Linked DNA regions of Sus scrofa: region 1 is linked to region 2. A link is a contact called in public HiChIP or PLAC-seq data. All regions are on one chromosome and are shown on one strand. The core of a region is the stretch at or near the end of the contact, and the rest is flanking DNA. Distances in the headings are between cores, read along the strand shown. Region 1 has its middle 28 kb from the start of FRMD8. Region 2 overlaps LOC102163816 (a long non-coding RNA gene).

Region 1 (4,381 bases), core at 1,283-3,782, 57 kb before region 2:
GATCCGAGCTGCATCTGCGAACTACACCACAGCTCATGGCAACAACCGGATCCTTAACCCACTGGGCAAGAACAAGGATCGAACCCGCGTCCTCATGGATACTAGCCAGGTTTGTTAACTGCTGAGCCACAACGGGAACTCCCCATGTATAATATAACTTATGTATTTATAATATATATAGTTTATGTATAATATTATTATGTATATATTTTTTTTCGAATTCTCTTCCCTTCTAGATTACTACAAAATATTGAGCATGGCCCCCGTGCCATACAGCAGGTCCTTGTTGGTTCTCTGTTTTACATATAGGAGTGCGTATATGTTAATCCCAGACTCCTCATTTATCCTCCCCTTCCCCGCAGCTATTTCACTCTACTCGTCACGGGTATAATGTGCAAGTGGGAGAATAATAACAGTCCCAGCTCTTCCCAGGACTTCCATGTCGCCGGCCTGTTTGATCTTGGCATTTGGTGGAGAGGGGGTGGTGACCGCTGACGCTCCGGGCTGGTAGGAGCAAAGGCCTCCCCCACAGCTTCAAGGTCGGCAGCCTCCAGGGGCACATGAACCCCTCAGGGGTTCACGCTGCCCACAGAAGCCCCGGCACCACCTGGGTCTCTCACAGGTGCCACTTGGGCAGGTCTAGGGGAGTCAGAACAGAAAAGGGCAGAGGTTCAAGGGTGGTCTGAACAACCCGTGCTCCAGTGGGGTCACTGTGGGGGCGAGAGAGGCTCAGGCCTGGGGACCTTTCCAGCCTCAGGGACACCAGCAGAAGTGAGCTCCGGTGGGGGGCTGCAGGCAGCCTGGGAGGAGAGGGTCCCTGGGGGGGCTGTGCAGACCTAGGCCTGGGAAGGGGCGGCTTTCAGCACCACCAGGTTGCTCACCCAGAGGAGCTGTCACCAAGGTTCCTGGTGGGTGAGGCTTGCGGCGAGGCTGGTGAGATGGACACGGGCCAAAGGGTGGGGCCCCCCAAAGCTGGGACTTGCTCCGTCAGCAACAGGGGGCCTGCCCGAGGACGTCTGGGGCCACTGGTGGGGCGACAGTGGTCCAGGGAGGCAAGGCTTGTGGGACCGGGTACCTCATTCCACAGGCCTTCCTGCTGCTCCCCGTCGGTGCTTGGCACTCGGGAGGGGGGACAAGAGAGTCTGGTGAGCAGGGCTTTCTGGACACAGGGAGGCGACCATGAGCCAGTGAAGGAGTTGGCAGGAAAAGGGCAACGTGAGCTCCAGGCAGCAGGCCGGCTCGTGCAAGGCTGGGGAGCGGGGCTGGGCACCAGGGCCCCCCTGATGCCTCTGTACACGGCAGAGCGTCCCAAAGAGCTGGATGAAGGCGACTGATGGCGTTGCAGTTAGTTCCTGGAGCCACGGCTCGCCCAAGGCCTGGCGCTAGAAGCAGGGGGCTCCCAGTTGGGGGGCCCTTGGAACCCCAGAGGAGGCATAGGTCACACATATGAGAGCCCCCTCCTAACAGGATCACCTCCCTGCCTGTCCCGCCTTTTCTTTTTTTCCTTTTCCAGCCTCCCCAAGGCACATGGAGTTCCCAGGCCAGGGAGCATCGGATCCAAGATGCAGTCACAGCATAAATTGCGCTGCAACAATGCTGGATCCTTAACCCACTGCGCCAGGATGGAACCTGAGACCCAGTGCTCCCAAGACACTGCCGGATCCCGTTGTGCCACAGCGGGAACTCCTGTCCCTCTCTCTTTTGGACACACATGGGCTCCCAAAATGAGAGCAGGAAATGCAGGTGGACTGGCCCACTTCCTCCTCTGCCTTATAAACCGGGAGAACCAACCCCTGACACCCTCCCCCTCAAACGCCTTCTGCCACGTCCGCCAAGAGAGGCTCCCCTGTCTCCCTGAGCTGCACCAGCCATTTCCTGGGAGCTGCTGGGCCCCCGGCCACAGGGAACAGCAGTCCCCCCACCCCGACCCCACCACCCTCTCCATATGTCCTGACTTGGGAGTCCGGGGTGGACGGGACCCCAGATCCGGGCCCGCCACCTGTTTTGTGGGCCTGCTGTTGACCTGGGAACTCATTTCCTTCCTCCGATCAGCCCAGAAACATCACAAATATTGACCGAGAGCCTCACAGTGGGCACAACTGTTTGGTCAACACATTTATCAAGATCCGCTCCACGCCAGGGCCGTCTCGGGGACTGCCAGCTCAGAGGCCCAGGGGAGGACAAACAGACGGAAGGCCCTCCCTTGAGGAGCTCACGTCCCAGCAGGACGGGGTGGGGATGGAGTCTCACTGGGAAGGTGACCTCCAGGCAGAGCCACTGGGTTAAGTGCTTCCAGGCAGACTCTTTTGTTAAAGCGAGGAGGTGAGAACAGGGAAAGCCGGCTGGAGAGCTGACGAAGGGCCTGCCCGGGGGCCTGCAGCAGGGTGGGCCAGACCAGGCTGGGGCCCAGCTTCCTGCCAGGGCAGGAGAGGCCAGTGGGGGCTGGGCGGAGGTCCGGGTTGTTCCCGCTGGGCCGCTGGGAGGCGAGCCAGGGCAGGAAGGGCTCCCGGCCAGCACGCAGTGACTGTGCACTTCCTTACCCAGGCCCTGAAACCCGGGCCCTGGGGCTCTGAAGGGAGAGGCCCAGGCCGAGGGGCTCCTGGGAGGGGGAGAGTCGAAATCTCGGCACCAGTGCCAGACAGAAGCACGGAGACAGTTGGAGGAAGCAGAAAAAGCAGCTTTAACTGCCAGGCAAAGAGGGAACACACAGCAGGCTGGTGCCGCCCTCGGAGGGGACTGTGAGGAGTCCTACAGTGTCCGAGGAGCCGGCCGTGGTCAGCTCCTGGACATGCTCCTGATTGGTGGGTGGGGAGGTCATTGGGAGTCGGCAGCTTTAACGTGCTGGTTCCATCGGGTCTGGGGTCTACGTGCTGTGGGCAGCATCGAGTTAGGTGGTTTCTTCCAAACGGTGGGAGCTTCAGCACCTGCAAAACAGCTCCAGGGTCATGGCTCAAAATATTATCTATAGGCTTTGGTTTTCTTTCTTTATCTTTCTTTTTTTTTTAATTTCTTTTTAAGGCTGCACCCACAGCATATGGAAGTTCCCGGTCTAGGGGTCAAATCAGAGCTGCAGCCACTGGCCCACACCACAGCCACAGCCACGCCAGATCTGAGCCAAGTCTGTGACCTCAGCCACAGCTCACGGCAATGCCACGTCCTTAACCCACTGCTCGGGGTCAGGGATTGAACCTGCATCCTCCTGGGTACTAGTTGGTTGTTGACCTGCTGAGCCACAATAGGAACTCCTATCTAAAGTCTCTGAGGAACTGAAGGTCCTTGACTTTGTTGAATGGCTGAGCTGTTATTACTGTTTTCTTTGTTTTTTTTTTTTTTTTTTTTTCATTCCCTGATTAAATTGGTTCGTTCAAGTTTTTCTATAGCTAAAAAGGCAAGCGGAGGAGATGAGTGGGGGTCTATTCTGGGAAGGCCTCCCAGGGTCCTGCTCCGTTACAAGTCCAAGGTGACCCAGGAGGCCACAGCTCTAGTACTGGGCCTGTGAGAGACGGGAGCAGGGTTCTGGCACATTCTCTAGTGGTGGCAGCAATATCATCACCCTCCTACCCATCTTGACCCTAAAGCACCAGCCCTTTCTCGCCCCTCTTCTCTCTCCTGGGACCCGTCCTGGGCTGATGTGTTTTCAGGAAAACAAAACTAAGCAGGCTTCAGAACGAGAAGGGAAGGCAATCCTGGCTGTGAGAAAGGACTTGGAGCCCTGGCCCTGACCCTGAAATCCGGATGTTGCCCAAGGGGTCCTCCCCCCCCCCCGTCCCCCCAGCCATGAGCCCCTCAGGGCACTGCCCCAGGAAGAGCAGGTCTCAACCACCCCCCGGGTGGGGCAGGCCTCTCATCACCCAGCCCCACCCAGGGACCAAAGTTCTCTTGTTTACTGCCGTTTCCTGGAACAGCTTGTTTTGCTCAGGAGAAATCTGCTGACGCACTGGCTGCCCTGCCCTCCTCTCTGTAAAAATACTCCCGAGGTATTTTCAGCCTTATTTGCAGAAAGAGGCAGGACCCGAGCCTTCCATTTGTCCATCTCACTGTAAGGACAGCCTTGGCCCCAAAGGCCGGACAGAGAGGTCCCTGTGTGGCTTTCTACCCTCATTCCTCCTCAGAGACAATCCAGCTCCAACAAAAGCTAGCCATGCTGCCCGGAGAGCTTCTAAGCCAGGGCCCATGGACACTGTGCCAATTTATCCTTGAAAATGGAGTGGGTGGTGGGACCCCTCCAGACACAGGGGCACAAAGGAAGGCCTTAGTTCCTTTCGTGTTGGAGAGTCCTAAGCAGCGCAGAATCCTAATGCTTTGTGCATTGCTAATTCCACCTACTCCTGCTCTTTTGAAAAATACAATCTAATACAGTTTGTTCCTGGGATTTGGGAAT
Region 2 (4,297 bases), core at 20-2,519:
AGATCTCAGATGACAGACAGGGGCTAGGTCCTCCCCCAGCCCTAGCAAAAACATCAGTTGTGGGGGCTGACAGAAGGACTGGGTGAGGGTGGGGTGGGAGGTAGTGGGGGAGAAAAAGAGGTGCAGTGAAGTTGAAATCCTCGATTCAAGAATAGGTTCAGGTACTAATTAGCTGTGTCTGGTTTTAGGCAAATCACAAACTCCCCAGGCCCCCAAATCCCCATCTGTAAAACGAGGTGACCCAACTCAGTGTTCCTCCTTCCAGCTGTAAAATTCTACTAAAAATTTTCCAGTCCCAGAGCAAACATCAAGACTGAGTCTGAAGGGAACCATCTGCATCTCAGTAATATTCCACTCTTCAGGGAGAAAGACTGATTAAACAAGAACAGCTCTGCCAGGGACCATTTAAAATAGCTGCTTAAACTGGCCCTGCTTTATTTATCGTGGCGGGGGACGGGTGAAGGTGGAAGGTTAACAGGAGACAGTACTCTCAATTGCCAGAGCCCCCAAGCCTGCTTCGAGATCCTTCCACAACCATTGCCAGCAGTTTTAAAAATACAGACCGGGGACTTTTTACAACTCCTATGTCGTTATTTAGTTGCCATCCTAACCAACCCCACGATACTAAACTCCATCTTCCCCTGCCGGTGTCACTGTCTAAACACACACCATCTCAGAGGTTCTGAAATAAAGGGTGGCCGTCCCCACCCTGTCCTGACCTCCACGCTCTAAGCCATCGCAAGCCCTGGCGCTCTCCATGTTAGCTCACCACCACTGGATTGTTCTAGAAAAAAAAAAAAAAAAGTGCCCAGGCAGCTGCAAGGTCTGAGACCCCTTTGAACATTCTAGACACTAAGATCTGGTGACATACACGCACTCAAGGGATGTTACGATAAACAGAATTTGATACCTCCAAGGGAATGACGTGCAAATTTTTCATTAACAGATGACTTTGCGACAATAAGGAGGAAACGACAAAGAACAGGAAAGGGGAAGAAAAAGCCGACCCAGGCTGGAAAGGGAAAGAGGGCACAGGGCCGGCAAAGGAAGAGCTGCCCAAGAGCGGTCCGAGGGCGAAAGGGCAGCCCGGAAGGTCCTCGCCGGGGACCAGGTCCGCCCTCCCCCACCCCTTTCCCCAGGACCGGCGGGGGCCCTGTGGGGGCGGGGCGCGCGTGCGCAGTGGCGGGCTGCGCCAACCGCCATCCCTCCCGGAGGCGGCCGGGACCGGCTGGAACCGGTTAGAACCGGCGGCGCCCGCCCGCGAGCCTACGCCTCACAAAGGGAGGCGGCGGCTCACGGCCAGCATATCCCTGCGCGAGGCAGGCTTGGGGGGGGCGGGGGGAAGGGGCGCGGCGCTCGGGTAGCACCCCTCCCCCACCGCTTCTCCCTTTTCTGCGGCCGCGGGCAGCGCTGGGCCGGGAAGCCTGTCCCCCACCCCCTCGGCCCCGGGGGCTCGCGCCCACCCCGCTGGGCCTCTCACCTGCTTCTTCTTCGCGCCTCAGCCGCTTTAGCCGCTTGGAAGCCGGTATCTGGGACGCTCCCTGGCGCCATTGTCATTTCTAAGTCCTCAAGCCTCACTCGGGTCCCCTTTGCCGCCCTGGGGACCGAGGCTTCTCCTAGAGTCCTTGAGACACAGCAGCCAGTTCCGCCCTGGCGCTTCCCTCCGCTTTTCCACCCAGGTGGGAAACACGGGGTGCTTTAAAAATAAAACCGCAGAAAGGGAGGCTTTGGGTTTGGAGAAAAATTTTATTTTCCTCCCAGCTCCACTTTTAAAAGTCTTAAAAGGAGTCAAACCAGAGATAATACAAAATACGTAAAAACATTAGAACCTAGAAAAGCAGACCAGCAGTAAAGGTTCGTAAATAATTTGAGAACAAGTTCCCTCCCCCACTGACGGCTCAAGGTCGCAATATCTTCGGAGGTGAAACCTGGCCTTTTCAGATAATTTAAAGAGGACATGTAAAGTTAGTTTTGATTGGACTTAGGTTTTGAACACTTTAGAGAGACAGGCCTAGAAGCTTAGAGACGGTTCACGTTTGAAAAAGTTAATCCAGGCTTCATTTAAAATGTCCCAAGAAGGCAACAACCAAAAGCATGGGGGGAGGGGTGTCCTAGCTGATGTTTCCTACCTACTAAATCAACAATAAAAACACGAAGTTTTTCAAATTAAGATAAGCCCACCTGGATGCCTCAATTTTGGTCCTAATCCCTTGCGATGCGTGACCAGCTCTGTTGCAGGCAACAGTGGTAAAGAGTGGCTGTCAGACATTTTCCAGAAGTGGATTTCCACATTTAGTCCAATTCTTACATAGATCACCTGGGCTGATCGGATCTCACGAATAAAATGGCAATCAAGACGGTGTGGTATAATCCTCAGGACCTGCGGCCCATGGGGGCGAAACTCCCACCCTTCGGTCCTTCTAAGATGGCTCCGCTCTATTTGTGAGGCTGAAGCTCGGTTACATAATGGAAATGAAGGCCATCAGCAAACTTAGTTTTACTTTCCTAGCCTCCAAAGCACTAAATTGTACCTACTGTACTCCAAGGAAACACAGAAGGTATTTTAAAAGCTACTAAAACATTTCCAAGTAATTCTGAGTTTTTGTCAGCTGTTTGATGGTCTGTTTAAACGTGGTTTCCATTGTTTTTACTCAAGTTTTCAGTTCAAATCTACTTAAACATCTGGGTACAGAGTTTGCGAGCAAGTTATATAAACTGTTAAGGAAAAACCTAGAGTCTTATAAACCAGATTCTATTTTTAACTCCTTCCGAGGAACTATTTTTGCTTCCCTCACAAAGGCGGCGGAGGGTTATTGGATGACGGGGGTGTGAGGTGTCCTTGGGCTATAAATACGCCGCGCGCTGCGGGTCGGGAGGCAGGCATTGAGGCAGCGAGAGCAGAGACGGCTGAGAGGCAGGAAACGCTTCTTGAGGAGACCGCAGATAAGTTTTTCTGTTAAGATAGGGATTACTCTTATTCTCTAGGAATTATAAATTAGCGAAAATACTGAGCTGTAGTTTTGAGTTAAATTCGTGAGAGTAGATTTGATAATTAATAAGAAGGTCTTATTTTAGGGGAAAATGGAGACGTCCTTAAAAAATAGTGTGAGAAAGGAAGAAAGAAGAAAAAAGATAATATTAGAACATGACGGAGGTTAAGAGCTGAAGCTTCTTCATGGAGTGAGAAAGCTAATTTTAAAAGGAGTTGCCGAGACAGGACTGCAAAGTATGGAATTTTAAAGTCTTAAATTGAAGGGCAGCTTTTTAGATTATTGTTCAAACGTAATGCTATAAATAGAACCTAAACAATACTTTTAAAGTCCAGTCGTAGATGGATTAAAATGTTTTAAAAGCCATCTTTAAAGGTCAGTTGAAGGTGATTTAAGAAATGCCTTCAAATTCACGGCGCGATCAAAACTGCGTCATTTGAAGCCTTAAGGCTTTCTTTGGAAGTTGATGGAAGTATTAGTGGAGAAAGAAGATTAGAAATTTGAAGTGGAAAACTCGGAAGACAAGTACAGGAAGGTGAAGAAAAGATTAGTGAAGATAGGAAAACTAGAAGATAAAAAATACGGCTTTTAGAAGACAGAAAAAAACTAAGCCCAGAAGGTAGGAGGCAGAAGACATCTAGAAAGAGAAGGTTGAAAAGATGTTCGAGTGTTTGAGGTAGAAAATGAGAAACAAGCTGTTGGAGACAAGCATACAAGATAGAGGTCCAAGTAATTGGAAGATAGAAAAGTCCGAAGCCAAAAAATTGGATAAGTACAAGACGCAAAACTAAGAAAAATAATTTTTAATAGTTCAATTTATTTAAAAAGCCCATCAACTTTAATTTGTGGTGGTGCAGAAGTTAGATCTGAGAAGAGGGTTTTAAACTACAGTAGACCAAGACCAACTTAGAAGAATATCTCGAAGCTGTAGAGGGAAGTAAATTTAAAATCACAGCAAAAAGCTACTAAAAAGACTGATGTAAAAATTAAGGTAGACGGAAGAGTTAAAAATTTGAAAGGCCTTAAATCCATACAGTAGTTTAGTTTCTTCTGGAAAACTTAAAGGACGATAAATTCAAGAGCGAGGATAACCAAGTTAACATTTTTTGCATTGGACTTTGAGCTAAGATGAATTTCTAAACCCTGAGGACTAGGCGCTAATTAACAGCTGACCAGGTGCTACACAGAAGTGGATTCAGAGAACCTAGGAAGACAGCAGCAGACAGGATTCCAGGAGCCAGTTTTTGGTGAAACTAGGACTGAGGAGCGAGCGGCAGTTCGTGAAGATAGGAAGGAGGAGCCCGGGA

Evidence for each region. HiChIP or PLAC-seq counts read pairs in DNA pulled down with a chosen protein or histone mark.
Region 1: a contact with region 2 is called in an H3K27ac HiChIP or PLAC-seq map of skeletal muscle. The contact joins two enhancer-like sites. A contact is called at or near these places in 4 of 5 promoter capture datasets (fetal liver, fetal skeletal muscle, liver and 1 more), 35 of 47 Hi-C or Micro-C datasets (adipose tissue, alveolar macrophages, blood and 17 more) and 2 of 2 datasets of contacts at active chromatin or transcription factors (alveolar macrophages and skeletal muscle).

The regions. Positions count from the first base shown.
Region 1 is chr2:6,813,787-6,818,167 of Sscrofa11.1, reverse strand. No RefSeq gene overlaps it. Among named protein-coding and RNA genes, the nearest start is that of FRMD8, 28 kb to the left of the region's middle. Within about 2 kb of position 2,532, at least 57 of the 83 cell types and tissues checked have an H3K27ac peak or open chromatin away from gene starts, as enhancers often do. A contact at or near this core is called in adipose tissue, alveolar macrophages, brain and 9 more, where this site is marked.
Region 2 is chr2:6,755,758-6,760,054 of Sscrofa11.1, reverse strand. It overlaps LOC102163816 (a long non-coding RNA gene), which reads right to left. Exons shown (of 4, transcript XR_002341443.1): 1 at 2,182-4,297; 2 at 1,481-1,696. Among named protein-coding and RNA genes, the nearest start is that of SCYL1, 24 kb to the right of the region's middle. Within about 2 kb of position 1,269, at least 72 of the 83 cell types and tissues checked have an H3K27ac peak or open chromatin away from gene starts, as enhancers often do. A contact at or near this core is called in adipose tissue, alveolar macrophages, brain and 9 more, where this site is marked.